2 separate regions of the Ovis aries genome follow, and region 2 is linked to region 1. The links are chromatin contacts, called in public Hi-C maps. All regions are on one chromosome and are shown on one strand. Each heading gives the region's core, a stretch centred on a gene start, on an enhancer-like site or on the middle of the called end of the contact. The rest is flanking DNA. Distances are from core to core; before and after follow the strand shown.

Evidence for each region. Hi-C and Micro-C count contacts between places; a contact is called where the count stands out from the background.
Region 2: a Hi-C map of mixed tissues shows a contact between it and region 1, with 4 times the contacts expected there. The contact joins two enhancer-like sites. A contact is called at or near these places in 9 of 16 Hi-C or Micro-C datasets (hypothalamus, liver, mixed tissues and 4 more).

What each region holds. Positions count from the first base shown.
Region 1 is chr13:24,637,128-24,641,569 of ARS-UI_Ramb_v3.0, reverse strand. All of the region lies in intron 4 of KIAA1217 (KIAA1217 ortholog), which reads right to left. Among named protein-coding and RNA genes, the nearest start is that of TRNAG-UCC, 100 kb to the right of the region's middle. Within about 2 kb of position 2,724, at least 4 of the 54 cell types and tissues checked have an H3K27ac peak or open chromatin away from gene starts, as enhancers often do.
Region 2 is chr13:24,740,066-24,744,118 of ARS-UI_Ramb_v3.0, reverse strand. KIAA1217 (KIAA1217 ortholog) reads right to left here. Exons shown (of 23, transcript XM_042230521.2): 10 at 3,491-3,657. Among named protein-coding and RNA genes, the nearest start is that of TRNAG-CCC, 3.9 kb to the left of the region's middle. Within about 2 kb of position 2,743, at least 3 of the 54 cell types and tissues checked have an H3K27ac peak or open chromatin away from gene starts, as enhancers often do.

The DNA of each region.
Region 1 (4,442 bases), core at 1,475-3,974:
AAAGCAAATAAACTACAGTGCATGTAAAAATGCATCCAAATATAAACGACCACATCACCTACTCCAGTTCATTAATGTATTCAACACATATTTACTGAGCATCTAACTGTATGTTGGTTCTATATTAAAGCTTGAACATACACCTAGCAAAATGCGACATCCGCTCTCTCGGATCCTTTATGAGAGTCAGAGAAAGACCGGGGTGCACCAGTAAACACACAAGCATATACTACGCCAGGCGGCAATGATGAACGGTCCCCGAATTAAAATGGTTTGACTTATGTGTCCAGTAGAAACCCAACCTCAAATTTTGAATTCTGATCTCCTCCTGGGCTAGACACGGTAGACGATCTCCTGTGATGCTGCCAGTCAGGCATGTGACCAGGGAGAACAACAAAGACACTTACAGCTACTCTGGGCCCAGACAACCATTCTGTTTTTCACTTTCAGCACAGTATTCAATCAATTACATGAGATATTCAAACTGTATTATAAAACAGGCTTGCTGTTAGATGACTTTGCCCACCTGTAGGTGAATCCAAGTGTTCAGAGTACATGTAAGATAAGGTAGGCTAAGCCATAGTGTCCAGTAGGTTAGATGTGTTAAATGCATTTTCAATTTATGATATTTTAAAGTTATCATGGGTTTATCAGGACATAACCTCATCATAAGCCAAGGAAAATCTGTAGTCCACTGTAAGGAAATCAGGCAGGATATGGTAAACCTAACGGCAAAGGAAATGATGTTTCAGAGAAGGTGAACCCACTTCAGATAAGGTGACATATGAGTAAAGACTGAATGAAGGGACTTCCCTGGCAGTTCAGTGATGAAGACTCCACCCTTCCACTGCAGGGAACACCTGTCTGATCCTTGGTCAGGGAACTAAGATCCCTTATGCCATGCTTTGAGGCCAAAAAAAGGAAGAAAAAAAAAGAAGATTGAATGAAGAAGCCACTCTTCTCACAGATGTCTAGGAGAAGAACATTTCAGAAAATATAAATCTTGCTTGGGTAGCAATAAACTTGGAGAAGGCAATGGCACCCCACTCCAGTACTCTTGCCTAGAAAATCCCATGGACGGAGGAGCCTGGTAGGCTGCAGTCCATGGGGTCACTAGGATTCCGACATGAATGAGAAACCTCCCTTTCACTTTTCACTTTCATGCACTGGAGAAGGAAATGGCAACCCACTCCAGTATTCTTGCCTGGAGAATCCCAGGGATGGGGAGCCTGGTGGGCTGCCGTCTATGGGGTTGCACAGAGTCGGACACGATTGAAGCAACTTAGCAGCAGCAGTAAACTAGGCTGTTAAAGGAACTACCAAGAGGTCAGGAGCTGCAGCAGAGGGATGAGAGCAGGGGAGCAGAAGATGAGCCCTAATGGGGATAAACTTAACTTATCCAGAGGGTGGATGGCCTGGACTCTGAACAGATGATGGGTTATAGAGTACACAGAGCAGAGGAGTGAGGTGATGCAATTCAGGATGGCCACTCGGGTTGCTCCATGGAGATTGTTGGTGGCAAGAGGGAAAGCAGGAGAATCCATTAGGAGGCTACTGCAATAGTCCTAGCACGAGGTACTGGGGGACTAGGAGCAGAAGCAGTAAAAAGTAGTCAGTTTTTGGATATATTTTGAAGGTGGGCTGATTGCTCAGGATTTATTTGCCTGCAGTGCTTTGAAGAAACACAATAATAATCCCAACTATATAGTAATTACAGGTTCAGGTATTACATTGAGCAATTAACATAACCTAATTTACTCCTTACTACAACACTATGAAGTAGTCTACATCTTTACAAAGACACTGATACACAGAATGGTTGGGTTATTTGACCAGCATCACATAGTGGTAGACGGCAGAGCTGGGTTGTGATCCAGAGTAACCTGACTTCAGAGGCTGCGCTTTCACTACATGCTATCTGACTTCTCAAGGTCAATGTGTAAGAGAATCAATAACTACGTTGATCCGGGTAAACCTTACGGAACCAAAAAATTGAGAAAAAAAAAATTAATGGTCATTCATTGAAGACTCAGAGTGTCAAACAAAAATTTCAGAAATAACTTCTCTATCTTTTGGGACAAAGAGATAAATGAGTTTTCTGTAGAGCCACCTTCTGTAGGTCCGCTCAGCCAGCGCTCCCTGGTCACTCTTCATGTCCACGGCCACGTGAACAGTGAGTGCTGTTAAGACTACGCTGGAGGTGACCTTTCGGAAAAGTACTGACTCCAGAATAGGACTGGACGTGAAGAATCAGGGCATTAGGATCACAGCTGCCTGCTTTTTGGGGAATTCTTTCCGGTACTTTCCTTTTGTTCTTGCCTTGCTAAAAGTATATTCATTTATCAAGGGCACAACATACACCCATGCTTCCCCTTTCTCAAATCATCACTATATATTTCTGGAAGATATTCTGCTTTTCATAACCATCTCTCTAGTGTCAATGTTGTTGGGTTCCCCCCCCCTCAAATATCCTGAGAAATGGGTCAAGATTTAACAGATGAGAAAACTAAAGCCTCAGGAAGAGGCAAGGTTTGTCCAAGGTATTCCCAAGGGTTCCATGACAGAGCTGGGATCAGAACGCTCCTGCTATTTTTATAGACAGTGGTGAGCTCAGCCCATGACAGGTGTTTCTGTTGTTTCATCAGATAGAGCTGTTGTACAGCAGCCAACACACACATTCTGAAGTCTGTGCACAGAGAGGCGGGCGCTCATACATGTCTTCAGAGTCTGGGGCCACGTTTTGCTTAATGCTCTATTTGGGCTTACCTCAAGACTTCCTGCCAAGGCAGAAATCTGTACACATTAAGGAAAGTTGGATGGTTCAATAGTACACCTGATTATAATTCTAACTTCAGGAAGCAACACACTTCAAATCTCCCAGTACATTCACCGGAGTCAGCCGAAGTACAACGATGAGGCATAAAATCTTTTATGAGCCAGTAAATAGAAGCTTCCGCCGAACAATGTTTCAAGTAAGATAAAAGTACTCCTTCTTTTCAGTCCTATAAAATGGAGAGCTTTAGTCATTTATTCCAGACAAAAAATAAAAGGAGAAAAAGTTTGCTAGATCAGAGATGAATCTTCAAGGTTTCCTTTTTTCATAGCTTTCAACAAACAGGAGAAACTAAGCCCTAACACCTCTTTCTTAACTATCTGTTACCAACCTGTGTGTGTGTTTGTGTGTTATCCCCGCAGGCTCTGTGAATGGGTGTGTGAAAAGGTATCTTAGAATACTTGGGCTTCAAGATCAAATTTAGCATCAGAAGAAACAGAAACAAGATTTACAAATGGGAAATTAACCAATGGTCGGATAGATTGGTGGTTTTCTTTGATCTTCAAAATATCAGCTTTTTCTCGTCCACACAGAACAAGACAAAAAAACTGCATGCTTAATGCTCATAGCTTTATTGGGAAAACACTAAATGTGAAAGTTAACTGATGCTCTTTACTCCTGCAGGTAACACAACTAGTTGAAGGATGGGTTCCTGTGATACCCAGCTTCACAGGGGCTGTTCAGTGTTGACAAAGAAAAAGGGAAGCTATGAAAGCTTCCTATTCTGCTATAAGTCTTGCCCATAGTTTGGGCAATGAAATGAATTGCAAAGAGTAGATGTGAAAGCTTTCTGTTCTGTCCGTAGTTTAGAGATGATTCATACTTCAATCCATTAAACATAAAAACATTTCACCTTCAAAACAGTGTGAGCATTCTCCTTAGAAAATTAACTTGTTTCAATATTCATCATGCTCAGGAAGGAAGAATGGAGTTATAACAACACAGACACATCAGAGAGCTCTGGGTTCAAATTCTGCCGCTGGGGACTTCCCTAGTAGTTCAGTGGTTAAGAATCTGCCTTGCAATGCAGGGGACATGGGTTCGACCCCTGGTCAGGGAACTAAGATCTCACATGCCTCTGAGCAACTAACGCTGCACGCCACAACCAGAGAGTTCACACATCCCAACAAAAGATGCTGCAAAAAGATCCCACATGGTGCAAATATGGCCTGATGCAGCCAAATAAATAAATAAGTAATGTCTCCTCTTATTTAAAAAAACTCCTGCCTCTGTCACCTCCTGCCTTTGTCACCACCTTTTATATATGTCATTGACTCCCATTTAGGTAGGCTCTGTTTCATCATCAGTGAGAAGGGGATAAAACTACCTTCTTTCAGAATTAATGATAGGAATTAGTAATGTTAGTAGGTTTCTAGACACACAGCAGATACTCAGTAAGTGATTTTTGTATGAATTAAAATAGCATTGGTTGGTTTAGATGTCATTCTATTTTTTCATCATAAAGGCACATCAAATATTTGGTTTTCTGTTCTCTGAGACAACAGGAAGCTTTCTGAATGCTTTCACTCTGATCAGGTGCCCTGGTCTTACATTGTTTCTTGCTGGCATTTCCATTTTATTTTGATTTCAACTCCCATAAATAATTCAT
Region 2 (4,053 bases), core at 1,494-3,993, 100 kb before region 1:
TGACAGTCTAGGATTTTCCCATTGATTTAATTATCTAATTACTGGAGCCGGCTGCCAAGCACAAAAAAGATTTCATTCGTTTTCACTATTTTATAACACAGTTCAAAGAACATTTGAATTTCTAATTCAATTTTTGTTCTTTTGAGACTGTTCCGGAGTTTCGGAGCTCTCTAATGATAGCTCCATTATTGGGCTTATAATCACTGTGGGCTTGTACTTCCCTTTTGGTGTATAATACATGTGCCGAGGGGGAATTGGTGCTGAGATGGCTGAGTTATTCTAAACTGGTTTGGTCTCAAACAGACTCCCCTGAAAGCTGATGGAGGCACAGAGGATGCAAAGACTGAGGCAGAAACAAGAGCATCCAGGTTAGGAATCAAAATGCTTCTCTTTCCCTGAGTGCCTGCGCTTTAGAACTGCACCAGCATCTCAGCTCAGGAGCACACCTGGGGACTTCCCTGGTGGTTCAGTGGGTAAGAATTTGCCTTGTAATGCAGTGGATGCTGGTTCGATCCCTGGTCAGGGAACTAAGATCCCACATGCTGTGGAGCAACTAAGCCCGCTTGCTGCAAGTACTGAGCCTGCGTCACAACTGGAGTCCATGCACTGTGACAAAGGATCCCACGTGATGCAACTAAGACCCAGTGTGGCCAAATAAATTCCTTTTTTTTTTTTTTTTTTAAAGAAAAGAGCACACCTGCTCCATGTTCTTTACTCCGAGAGCCAGGAAAGCTCAGGGGCAATTAAGGAACCTGAGTAATTAAGATTGTGACCCCGAACTGACTGTAGCACCTCTTTGAGAAGCTATGATTCTGCAGCTGAGCCTCCTCAGTTCAAGGGTTACAAGGAGTGGCAAGTTGTGGGAGGTCCCTCTTCACCTCCCGCCTCACCCTGAACAGAGGACCAAACACTGCCATCCACCAGCAGGGTGATGCCGCCACCCCATACATCACGGCCCCCCGCATCAGATTTGCCACACTTCACGGCAATTCCACCTCTGACCCCACACCGACAAATGCTCACTTTCGAAAGCAGTAGGAACTACCTTGCAAACGACATATTTAGCACTTTTTTTCCTTGTGAGGGTCCAAATGTTTAGCCACTAAGTTGTGTCTGACTCTTGAGACTGCTGCTGCTCCTGCTAAGTTGCTTCAGTCGTGTCCGACTATGCAACCCCAGAGACGGCAGCCCACCAGGCTCCCCCGTCCCTGGGATTCTCCAGGCAACACTGGAGTAGGTTGCCATTTCCTTCTCCAATGCATGAAAGTGAAAAGTGAAACTGAAGTCGCTCACTCGTGTCTGACTCCTAGCGACCCCATGGACTGCAGCCCACCAGGCTCCTCTGTCCATGGGATTTTCCAGGCAAGAGGACTGGAGTGGGGTGCCATTGCCTTCTCCGGACTCTTGAGACTAGGAGCGCACAATTTCCAATTTGACCAGCAGGTGGCAGTAAAAGGCAGATGCAGTGCAAGATGGGAGGCTGAACCTCCTTAAGCACCAGCAAAGAACAGGGGAGCTCACAGACACTTGCTGGCCTGCACACGTGCCCTCTGGCCTGCAGATTATGAAAGAATCGATTTTTAAATTACCTTCCAACACTTTTAGAATGAACTTAGATATTTTATATAAAACATCTGTGTGTCCTGTGACTTCCCTTTGGTCCAGTGGCTAAGACTCCGAGCTCCTAATGTAGGGGGTCTGGGTCCCATCCCTGATTGGGGAACTAGATCCCAGGTGCCAAACTAAGACATGTATGCTACCTGCTCAGTCACTTAAGTCGTGTCTGACTCTCTGCGACCCCCATGGACTATAGCTGGCCAGGCTCCTCTGTCCATGGGATTCTCCAGGCAAGAATACTGGAGTGGGTTGTCATTTCCTTCTCCAAGGGATCTTCCTAATGGAAGGACAGAACCCGCATCTCTTAGGTCTCCTGCATTGGCAAGTGGGTTCTTTACCTGGGAAGCACCAAGACTTGGTGCGGCCAAATAAATACTAACAAAACAAAAACCTCTATTTCCAGCTTCTCTTGAGATACTGAAACATCTAGAAACACTGGACTCTCATTTTACCAGGTTAAGAGCTGCCTGGAATGGAGTGGCAACTGTCCTTTAGAGGTGCCAACTCGCCACTCTCCCTCATCCACTCGCTTGCTTAGTTACTGCCTGTTCACTGTGGGCACTGAATTGTGCCACCCTGTACACTTCATTTCACTGCAAAGTCTTAAGAACAGCAAAGCAAGGAAAAGTGAATGCAGAGGATGGGGAACTTCCCCTGCGACGTGATTCAGGGAGGACTGAAGTGAACTTGTGTGGGAGGTCCAAGGGGTCTGGGACGCCGCCGGACTAGCCTTTGGAGACCCAAGCATGAGTAGTGTGATCTGCGATAGGGCTCAGGGCGGGCTCTCAAGCTACCTTCCCTTCTGTTAGTTCTCCCAGAGGTAGAGGACAAGGGGAAATCACTCTTAGCTTTACTCAGGTAGGGGGAAGTGGAGGGCTCATGCATGGCAAGCTGAAGTGTGAGAGCAGCTGGGGTTTGGAGTGCCCTTTCCTTACTGGACTCGCCGCACAGGAGCTTGCATGCCCGAGGATGCCACACCTGTGGCTACTCCCTGCTCCTGGACGCGTCTGCCTTTTACTAACGTTTGCTGGACCACGAGCTTCCTCGAAGTTGAGGAGGATGCCTGGGCATCATCTAAGCCAGCACTACATCCTCAGTCACCAGCCTACCCCCAGGGGCAGGGAGGGGTGAGGCTGATCCCTGGAGCAGACACATGATCTCATAAAGGTACACCTTCGCAGTTCCTTATTACCCTGGACCAGCCATGCCAAGTCAGATTTATGGGATTTATTCACCATGCCTGGTGACAGCAATTTTCCCCTGCCTTTTGATTCCCATGTAGTTCATATATTCCTAAGAATGGGAAAGGGAAGGGAAGTATTACGGAAGATGCACTATCCCAATAATAATGCAGTTTTTCTCAAACCATCCACGATGGCTCCTTTTCCTTATGAATTCACCCTCTTAAACTCCTAGTTCTGAATACAAAGGTTTTTTTTTTTTTTTTCCCTTGCAAAAACCCTGAGCTGCCGGCAGCACTTCCGCACGTGCTCACGGGGGAAGCGCAAAAGCCAAACCCTAGGAAGCAGGAAGACACGGGGCCCCTCTGCTTCCATCTCTCCTCAAAAAAAAAAAAAAAAAAAGGAAGAAAGAAGCAACAACAGATGCTTAATGGTTTTTTCATGTGTAAGAAGCACGCGCAGCTTAAAGTGGCTACAGACGGTCGTTGCGGCAGAAGGCTCTAGACCAAGATGACGTGTGTGAGAGCGGAGCCCAGGGTGTCACGGCGCCTGCACCCTGGCGCTGTCATCCCTACCAAAGGATGCTGCAGAGAACGCCACCGGGAAGATGCTGTGGGGCCAGGGGTGCGGGAGGCGGCGGGCGGGGGAGGAGCCTGTGTCCGAGGACACCGTCCCCGGAACGCGGGCCATACCTGGAGCTGTCGCATCTGCCGCAGCTGGAGCCTGAGCTCGGCCACGCTCCGCCTCATGTCGAGCAGGCTCGCGTGGACCGCGGAGGCGCTGGCGGGCGCGGGCTGGCCGGGCGGCCCCGAGGAATCCACGGCGCCGAGAGTCTTCCCACCGGAAACCTGGGGCGTTCCTAGGAAAAAAGAGCAGCGAAGCCCTGAGATGCCAGGAAGGGGCAATCAAAGCTGCAAGTCCCATCCCAACACAGAAAATGCCCATTCCCTCATTGTGAAAAAAAAAAAAAAATCTTTAAAACGATATTGGCTCCCTAAAGGGCAAAAAGGGGGGAATTGGGTTTAAATAAATTAGGGAACATGCATCCATTGTTATAGAACGGAGTCTGGAGAAGTCATGTTCTACAAGTCTGGTGTTGTAAGAAGGGAGATTGCAGGGCGGTAGGTAGAACATGATGCCATATTAAAGAAGCCAGCTGTCTGTGTATCTTATTTATTAGCCTCACCATGCGGCATGTGGGATCTTAGTTCCCTGACCAGGTATTGAACCAATGCCCCCCACTCCCAGCAATGGA